Regions from separate parts of the Mus musculus genome. Here region 1 is linked to region 2. The links are chromatin contacts, called in public Hi-C maps. All regions are on one chromosome and are shown on one strand. The core of a region is the stretch at or near the end of the contact, and the rest is flanking DNA. Distances in the headings are between cores, read along the strand shown.

Region 1 (4,840 bases), core at 2,183-4,682, 330 kb after region 2:
GAGTATGTTTATATATTATTTCTGTATCTAGGTAAATAATGTGTACTTATACACATATAATTTATATCTATATTAGGAAGTGATAGACAGACAGACAGACAGACTGACTACCATACTTTTCTTTTTTGGGGACTTTGTGGTCCCTGTTTCCACCTGTACAATGTCCATACAAGATCAGATGTTTGATTTTCTATTTTTAAATCTGAAATACTACTTAGACTTTTATTATGCTTTATGATAGCCACATGTTTTAGAGAATAATGTCATGCCCTCTCTCATATCCCATGGCCTTCCCCTTTTCGTGTGGAATGTTTCTGCATGGGTGAGCTCAAGTTACCTAATCTTGGCTAGGCGCTGCAATGGTGTCATGTCTGCAGAAGAATATCCCATGAAATCATGTGGCATTCATATTTCTTTTCCTCATTCATGTGGCTTACCCAGTACAGAATTTTCTTACTTAGTCTTCTCCTGCAGCTAATATCCTGCCTGTGAGGAGATACTGAAATACAGTATATACCTTGCTCTTTACCAACATTTCCCCAGAGATTTAGTGTAATTCTTGCATATTTTCCCTTGATGCATTCAAAATTCTAGCTTCCTAATTCTGGCATGTGTTCCAGACCTAAGTGACCGCTGGCCTTGTCCACTCCTTCCTCTCGCTCTTATGCGCATGAGCTTTCTCCAGCTGTTTGTTGACTACATTGTCCAGACCACTCTGTGGGATCCTGTCTGGCTGGCTGCCTTGTTCTTGTGGCAGGTTCTTGTTCTGCTCAACTTCTAGTAATAAGATCCTGTAGGTACATTCTGTGCTTGCTTCATGGCTTTTAGAAAGTTCACCATAATGCTCTTTGTTAGTAAAATGTCTGTTTCTTGGCCCTTTCAGAAGATAAGAGATAGAAAATATATGTCATATTGGTGCGTCTACACATACCTATAAGGAATTTTTAGTATTGTTTCATAAAATGTACTAAATTTACATAGTTAAAAAGGAGGAGTGTGAATTATGTTGTCCCCCTTGATCTTTTGATATCTGTGACAAAGAAACATCTACTTATGGAGTAGAGTGTGGCTTCCAGTTTATAAAATGTTGGCATTCTTAGAGGACATCACAGTCTGTCTAGCTCAAGTGTTGTGCCTAGCACAGATGTAAGGGAAGCCAGCCATTAGTTGAGTTTGAGTGGAGAACCAGTCAGCATATTAAGAAATGTCCTATAGCAGATGCATATACCATGGAAATGAGGCCATGCCTGTCTTGGAATGCCATTCTAAAGTTGGTGTGGAAAGAAAGAGCCAGAAGTATTTCAGGTCATTACATATTTGATGTGTCTAATATGAACCAGTTTTCCTTCAACACTGTAAATTATGATTTCTTACTGTAACTCTCTTTGGTCTGTGGTAGAAGCACTGTTAACACTGTTGGCATTTCCTTACAGTTTTGTTTGGCTATGCCACAACAGTCATCCCCAGGGTGTATACATACTATGTTTCAACTGCACTCTTCGCCATTTTTGGCATTAGAATGCTTCGGGAAGGTTTGAAGATGAGCCCAGATGAGGGTCAGGAGGAGCTAGAAGAAGTCCAAGCAGAGTTAAAGAAGAAGGATGAAGAAGTAAGTTGTAAAGTGTTGTGTGCATGCGGATAGCTTAGTTACTTTCCACTCCTACTGTACTGTGGCTGAGTGTGGGTTACTGTGACTGGCAGGGAGGGAGGTGTCCACCAGATAGTCAGCTTTTTAGGTTGATGGCAGATGTTGGAATCGTGGGAACTATTCTGCATGTTTCTGAAGCATCCAAATACTATTTGCCGATGAGTGGGAAAATTGACAGTGTATGAGGCTGGTGGCTAAAGGGCAGTCGGAGGATACAGTGTATTTTCTTTGGAGAATATGCCATATGTTTTAAAAGTGACTTTATGCTATATTCATAGGCTTACTTGGGTTAATGGTATTTTTCATTTGTTTCAGTTCCAACGAACCAAACTCTTAAATGGGCCAGATGTTGAAACTGGTACAAGCACAGCAATACCTCAGAAAAAGTGGTTACATTTTATTTCACCCATTTTTGTTCAAGCGCTCACATTAACGTTCTTGGCAGAATGGGGCGATCGCTCTCAACTCACTACCATTGTCCTGGCAGCTAGAGAGGTGAGTGTATTGGACCACGTCTATATCAAGACCAGAGTTTCAGTTGCTCCCTTCCAGGGGTCGGTCAGGGGCCACAGGACACATCTGTTCATTTTATGACCTAGAATTAGCCTCCTGCGTTTTCTCTGTGTCTCTAGTTCTTGAACCCAAATTTAATTTTTCTTTTCGTTTTTTTGTCTTGTTGAGTTCTTTTACTGTGTTTTGCTGTAGCTGGTGTCTTTGTTGCTTACTTTTCTGCTCATGACTTCTGCATGCTTATTGGGAATATAAATTAGTATATCACATTATCCTAGCACTGGGGAGTCTTGTAAATGCTGATCTCATACTAAGACTGTCTTAAAAACAAAGAAAAAAAAAACCCACAAAAACAAAAACAAAAAACCCAGCAGCAGATTTTGTGTCACGGGGGATTTGTTCATCATTACATCTGAGCAGCTCTTGGATCACTCATTTGTCAACACTGCTTTAATGGTGCAGAGAGGGTTTCCAAGTCCTTTTACCTGCTAAGTTCTCACTGACCTAGAGGGTTGCTCACAGAAAAACCAAGGACATCAGAGTGCTCACCTTGGGACTGCTCCAAGTCTTGCTTTTGGAGAGCATTTCTGGTCCACCGCAGCTCTAGCACTGATGCAGCAGTTTAAGTTAGAGGACACTGTCCAGCCCTGATTGAGCAGATAAGAGCTTAGAGAGGTGGGGTGCCTTATGTTAGGGCCCGAAGTGAGCTTGTCTCTCCCTTGCCTTTGGGTACATGGATTTAAAAGATTCTCTTGGTTTGCTGTTGGGGTGGGGATGGATCGCCGTCCTCTCCTGAGAGCTGTCAGGTCATTTTCACAGATGCCAGTGTCCTGAGGAACTGCACGCTCTTGATCTTAAGTCTGTGTCAGTTATATTAGTGCACAGACATTTAAATCCTTGGAGAAGTTCCTCACATAGTTCTACAGTTTAAAATAGGAAGCATTTCAGGCAAGTTATAGGGAAAGGTTTTGTCGGAGAACCTTAAAAATGCTTTATTTGGAGATGGAAAAAATAAAAAAAGCGGGGGGGGGTGGGTGGGTGTGGTACTCTCTACTCTCCCATTTGATTCTCATAAAACAAACTTGAAAAATTCTCCTTAATGGCTGTGCCCTGCCTTCATTTCTGTTTTTCCATTAGAATTCCAGAATTGGACCTTGAAAATGAGGCCCTGTGGTGGAGGAGGTCCTGCCAGGGTCAGCGGGTGGGGCACTGCCCTGCAGTTCCCCATTTTGTGAGTTTCTGTCTGCAGATGGGATGCAGCAGTGCACAGGCCTGTCCAGCCCCCAGCCCAGCACTCATGGGCTAGGCACCCTTCCATGCCACCGACACTAGCAGAGCTTAAAGACCTCTTAAACTGTCTGGTTCTGTTCCTTTAACATTAATCTTTTTATGAATCATGCTGTTTTGCTTTTGAAGGATCTTTATTAAAATAACTTTATTTAACCCAGTGAATTTTTTTTTCTAGTACCATTTATTTTCAGATGGAATGAAGCATCTTCTGAAGTAGCAGTTTGTGGCAGTAGTACAGTCTCAGGTTCAGACTGTATATATGTTGCCTTTGAACTTCCCAGCAGCTGGCTGCTGACCTGCTGCTCAGCCGCCTTCTTCCCAGTTAGCCACACTGCACTCCTGGATCCCAGCATCTACCCTCAGCCCTTATAACATGCGTCTTTGCCTTGCTCCCAGTTCAGTTTTCTGGGGATTTTCTGCATTGCTACCTCCACTCTGACTTTAAGGGGGAAATGAAATTCCTTGCTTGGTCCTTCTGTCCCAAACTCTTAACTTCCCAAAGTTCAGAAACATTATTGTGGTTGGTAAAAAGAACTGCTCTACCGCCCAGTTGCCTACCTTACAGAGTAGGGTTCAACTTGAGATCTATGCTGACTAGGTTATGGTAGAGATCTCACTTATGTGCTGGGGGCACCATCCCCTGGCCTAGGACCCTGGACTGTATACAGGTGAGCTCAACACAAGCATTCATTACCATCTGCTCCCTAACTGGATGCCAGTGGCCAGCGGCCCCAAGTTCCTGTTTTCATGGCTCTTCCTCGGTGATGAACTGTACTCTTGAGCTGTGAACCCAAGCACACCTAACCTTTATGTGCCTTTTCCAGTTTTACCACAGCACCAGGAAAGATAGGACATCAGAGACGTTTATCAGTGCTGAGACTTATTGAGGCCAACTACCTGGTAGTTGGTCCCCATCTTTTTTATAACATCTTCTCGGTTACTTGGTTGTCACACCTGATAGCTTTCACAGTATCCCATGTCCCTCCCCATCCATCTGCTTTTCTCTTGTCTTCATCTCCTCCTACCCCAGTCCAGTCAGCACGATTTCTTACCAGAGTTGTTATTTCTCCTTGGGCTTACTCCCAACTAGTTCATTGTCTCCATTAAACTTTGAAAGCAGGAATCGGCTTGTGCTAAAACCAGCCAATGGGGGGTGGGGGGGTCCTGTAGGTAGACATTGAACCTTGGCCTCTGGCACAGGAGTTAAGTGGCAGCCTACAGCCCTACACCTCCATCCCGGGCTCCTACCTTTCCTGACTTACTACTCTTCAAGGACTCCTCTCCAGGGCCTCCTTGTCTCTCTGTAGAAACTTTGAAACGTTCTGTTGTTCTTCCTTCCCAAATATACGTGGGGTCTTAGCTACCCTTAAGGGTCATCTTCTTCTGTGAAGG
Region 2 (4,713 bases), core at 922-3,421:
GTCCCCAGAGACTATTACTAACACAACCATTTCTCTAGAGAGACATTTCCTTTACCTGTCTTTCTCAAATGTGGATCCCTGGGTTCTATGTGCAAAATTGCACACATCCAATCTGCATAAGATTATGCACTCTCTGAGCCCCATTGGAACCAGACTAGATAAAGGATGTGAATGAAAAACCTGGTAATGCCCCCCCCCCCCATGGCTCCTCCATACCATTTATCCACCAGCCTGCTAAGGAAAAGGCTGTACTTTTGAGACAAAATCCAGTACACCTTTCTCCTCACCTGGTGTCAAAACCTGCATCTTAGGGGCTTCGGAAGAGTGTTTCTACCTGTGGCTCGAGCCTGGCTACTCTGATTCTTTCCAGGCTATAGCCTCTAGGTTCCAGAAATTTCTCTGGAGATAATCATGGGGGAGTAGAATGTGCTGTATTTATAAAATGATGAAAACAATTTTTCCACACAGTGTATGGCTAACATGCCAGTAAAGCTTGCCTGGCCAGTCAGATGCTCCCACTCCGACCCCCTTACTCTGCCAAGCTTTTCAGAAATTTAATTAAAAATGGCTTTGATGGTGTGTATCCAAGGGAAACCAAGTCCTGGGGTTAACTATGGGATAAATGAATACTTAAACGGGCTGCTACGATGAAGGAGGGCACAGGAGTGTTTAGAGACACTGGAACACTGCATGTCAAAATATAGCCAATGGCATAAAGAATGTGTCGGGACAGACATTTCTTTGAAGCAGAAAATATGAAATCATAGAAATGAAAACATTTCATCCAATATACTTTTTTTTTCCTTTTTGTTTTGTTGTGACAAAGTGTCTATTTGACACAAACATAAACTTCTCATCTGGAAGCTGAGAAAAATGCCTCTAGAAGACTGGCCTATAGAGAAGTCTCTGGGGTCTTTTCTTGATTACTGATTGATGTGGGAGCACCCAGGTCCCTGTAAGTGCTGCCACCCTGGGCAGATAATTTCATTCGAGTTGTCTAAGAAAGCAGACTAAGAAAGCCCTGAGCAACAAGTTAGTTAGTTAGCAGTATTCCTCCTCGGCCCCTGCTTTAGTCTCTGAATCCATATTCCTGCCTTGAATTCCTGCCCTGACTGCCTTCGGGGACTGAGTATGGTCTGGGAGGTGTAGCTGAAATAAACCCTTTACTCCCCAAGATGCTTTTGGTCATGGTACTGCAATAGAGACCCTAACTAAGACGTGGGGTCTAACTTGTAGCCCAGGCTGGCCTCAAACCTTTGGCAATCTTCCTGCCTCAGCCTCCTGAGGGGTGTGTTTCTAGGTGCACGCCACCATACACACCAAACACAACCTTTTAAAGGAGGGAGTCCCTCAAATATTACTTAACATTGCTCGTCCTTACAGCCTCCCGTGTTAAGCATTCTGTGATCTAAATGCCAGTAATGATGGTTGTTTAAGTAATCTTTGTTTATATACTTTAGTCGACTCTCACACAATTCTCCAAAGTGTCTCTGTGTATATTGCCTTGGACTCGAATTATGTTTTGTGAGAAGAACACGGCCTGCGTTCAACTTGAGCAGGTTAATATTTCAATTAACATGAAGTTTGGCAGAGATTTAATCCTTCTGTGGGTCAATTTGTGATACTATAAAACGGAGCTAGGGCTATTAGATTGCTGTGAGGGCTGGATGAGCTCATACACGGTAGTGTTTGCCAATCACCATCTGGTGTGAATAAGGCCAGGGATGGGGTGGGGAGGGACAGGGAGATAGTGGGGGGATGGCGACAAGGAGGGGCAGGGACAGGGTTGGGGGACAGACGGGAATCAGAAGCGAGGCGCCGAGAAATTCAGCATCAAAATAATATTTCAATGACGTATTTGAAAAAAAAATAAAAGTGATGCGAGGAAAACCCATCACGAGTGACAACGTACCCGAAGCATGAGCCCTGGGTCTGAGAACGAGAACGCTACCATCACGTGTTTGATAAAGGTACAAGGCAAACACGGGGCCCCCAACCGGTCCCTGTCAACTGCTTTCCAGGAGTTAGCTTCTGAGCTGTGATGCTCTGCTCCTCTTCCTCCCTGTCCAGCCAGAAGCTGTTTCCTCCCTGCCTTTGCCTCCACTCCAGCTTTCTCTTCATGACCTCTCCCCGACCTTTCTTTCTTCACGTTCCCAGATTCTCCTGTAGGGGGCGCTGTAGTTCTTTGCTTGGATAGAAGAATGCTAACCTCAGTTTTCTTGGTGCTCTAGAAGGCTGTTCCAAATACTGTCCAAAGTGACTTGACACTGCAAAAGGCAGGCAGCCCGGCCTCTGATGTGGGATACTCATGCACCAGCCATCCAGTCCGATGGCAAACTCATGTGAAAAGCGTGCAATGTCAGAGAAACAAAAAGACAACCAATGTTTATAAGCTATATGAAGCAAGATGAGAAGTCTAGATCCTATGTCCTTGCCAGAGAATTCCTCCAGGGTCTTCTCTTTTGCTTCAAGAATGGGGACAAACCACCTTATTGTCATTGCCACCATCAAATCCCTGTTTCAACCAGTGCGAGCTGCAGTTTACTGGCTGTTGATTAACATACTGGATTTCATTCAGTCAGTACAATATTCTTTGTAGACAGGAGTTACTAGCCCACTTACCAATCGAGAAAGTCAATATTAGAGAGCTTCTTATAGCTAGGATTAATTCTTGCACATTTGTTCACTTAATATACATAGGAAGTATATGTATATGTGTGTGTGTGTGTGTGTGTGTGTATACTTTATATATACATATATTTTATACTTTATATATACATATATTTTATACTTTATATATGTATATATGCTTTATATATTTTATATATGCATATATACTTAAACATACATTTATATGTGTATATACATATATACTCTATGTATGTATTTATATTTTACATATATGCTTATATGTGTGTGTGTATGGCATATGCATCTCTGGATTCTAAAACAGTCCATTTGAACATTAGGGGTTGAATGTTCAAGTGCTTCCAAGGTTCATCATAAAATATAGTTCCCCCAAGCCACAGAATTGGGAGTGGGCAGGAGGCCATAAGAACTCCATCTGCTTTGTGAGTGTGTACATTAGCTCCTTCTGAAGACTCGACCTGTCTGTCCCTTCTGCCTGTCGTATGAAGATGTGAACTCCTTCCTTTCAGAAGATGCCGTCGGCATTAATGATGCTGGAATCTGAGGCAGAGCAGAACCCTAACTAGACACCACAGCTATCAGCCTTGACGTTGGGCTTCCAGCCTTAAGAACTGAGAAATAAAATGTCCATTGTTAGTAAATCAGTTGGTTCAGAGTGTCTGGCTACACAAATGGATGAAGCTTGTTGAGGTAAACAGAAGACAGATCCATAAATGATATGTTGAAGCTCACAGAATGCCACAGAGATGTGACTATTGTCCACAGGAACAAAACCTAGAGTCATCACAGATCAAGTCTGATAGGAGACCTGTCCGGGGCTCTGGAAGAGAGCACATCAGGACTGCAGCCACTAGACCTTCCTCAGTCCCATGTTACCTTCTCTAGAGACCTACTCTCTCATTCTTGTTGCTATGTGCTGTTAGCGTCTACCCTGAAACTTCCGCTGATGTATTGGTTTTGGAAGTGTGAGTCATCTGTCCACACTCTAGCTATGTGGAATGAAGAAGTATAGCTATCTACAGACTTCTACAAAAAGAGGGCATCTGGCTCTCCAAGGAGGGCTCATCTCAACATCTGAGCAGGAACGTCAGATGCTGGTACATCTAGAGGAATGACAGGTGACCACTGAGTCTTTGCCCTTCAGTCACTTACACCTTGACAGAAGAGAAAAATGCACACAAATGACCACACTACATAATAGATGCCCACAGAATGACCCCGACAAAGAATAATGCTTCCTGATAAGGTTGGGGGCCCATTCTGGCTGGAGATAGCACAGATTTAACAAAAACATCAGATGTGGAGAGATAGCTCAGTCAGTAAAGTGCTTGTGCTGTGTACACATGAAGACCTGGGTTAGGATTCCCAGTACCTACACAAAGGCCACACATAGTGGTATCCCATCTGTAATGCTAGTATGCAAGGAGCAGAGACAGTCGAATCCCTGAGGCAACCTGGTCAGCCACACTAGCCAGTGAGCTCCAGAGTCAGTGAGAGATTCTGCATCAAAGTAAATAATGAGGTGGAGAGCAACTGAAGAAGACAGGGCAGACACCTCCAGCCTCCACATGCACGTACACACACACATCACATGCATATTTGGGAATGTGTACACATTATATGTCACATATATGCACATACCATACGTGCACACTAAGGAAGGTACCACACACCCACAGGATCTCAAGTAATAGTAGAATTTGCAAGGATAACTAAGAATAATGGAAAGAACAGGACACGTAGACACAGATGCACAAGAGGTGCTGGCGGCGAGTAATGATCACTTACAGTCTACGACACAGTAGACTGCCTCACACAGCAGTGAGACCACAGAGGCCAGGCTAAGGCTATGGCCACAGTACAGGAAGAAGGAGCAGACTTGGGAAAAATTGCAAAGGGAGGGATCAGTTGGGCCCCTTCAATGGCTAGACTTCTTCACTGGTATCTGGGAATTGTTTGGGGCCATTGATCTCTTCCATCAGACAGGAGCTTCCCTGAGGCAGGGACCATGTCTGCCATCCCTCCCTCTCATATATGCAGGGCCCTCTACAGCTCTGGGTTCAG

The links. Hi-C and Micro-C count contacts between places; a contact is called where the count stands out from the background.
Region 1: a contact with region 2 is called in a Hi-C map of uterus, with 2.8 times the contacts expected there. The contact joins two enhancer-like sites. A contact is called at or near these places in 18 of 484 Hi-C or Micro-C datasets (3T3-L1-derived adipocytes, adipose-derived mesenchymal stem cells, bone marrow-derived dendritic cells and 10 more), 3 of 115 datasets of contacts at active chromatin or transcription factors (bone marrow-derived dendritic cells, fibro-adipogenic progenitors and trophoblast stem cells) and 2 of 9 other capture datasets (adipose tissue and embryonic stem cells).

Annotation. Positions count from the first base shown.
Region 1 is chr5:76,202,674-76,207,513 of GRCm38.p6, forward strand. Tmem165 (transmembrane protein 165) reads left to right here. Exons shown (of 6, transcript NM_011626.2): 3 at 1,434-1,609; 4 at 1,964-2,143. Among named protein-coding and RNA genes, the nearest start is that of Tmem165, 21 kb to the left of the region's middle. Within about 2 kb of position 3,433, at least 11 of the 459 cell types and tissues checked have an H3K27ac peak or open chromatin away from gene starts, as enhancers often do. A contact at or near this core is called in uterus, where this site is marked.
Region 2 is chr5:75,869,155-75,873,867 of GRCm38.p6, forward strand. No RefSeq gene overlaps it. Among named protein-coding and RNA genes, the nearest start is that of Gm32727, 110 kb to the right of the region's middle. Within about 2 kb of position 2,172, at least 14 of the 459 cell types and tissues checked have an H3K27ac peak or open chromatin away from gene starts, as enhancers often do. A contact at or near this core is called in uterus, where this site is marked.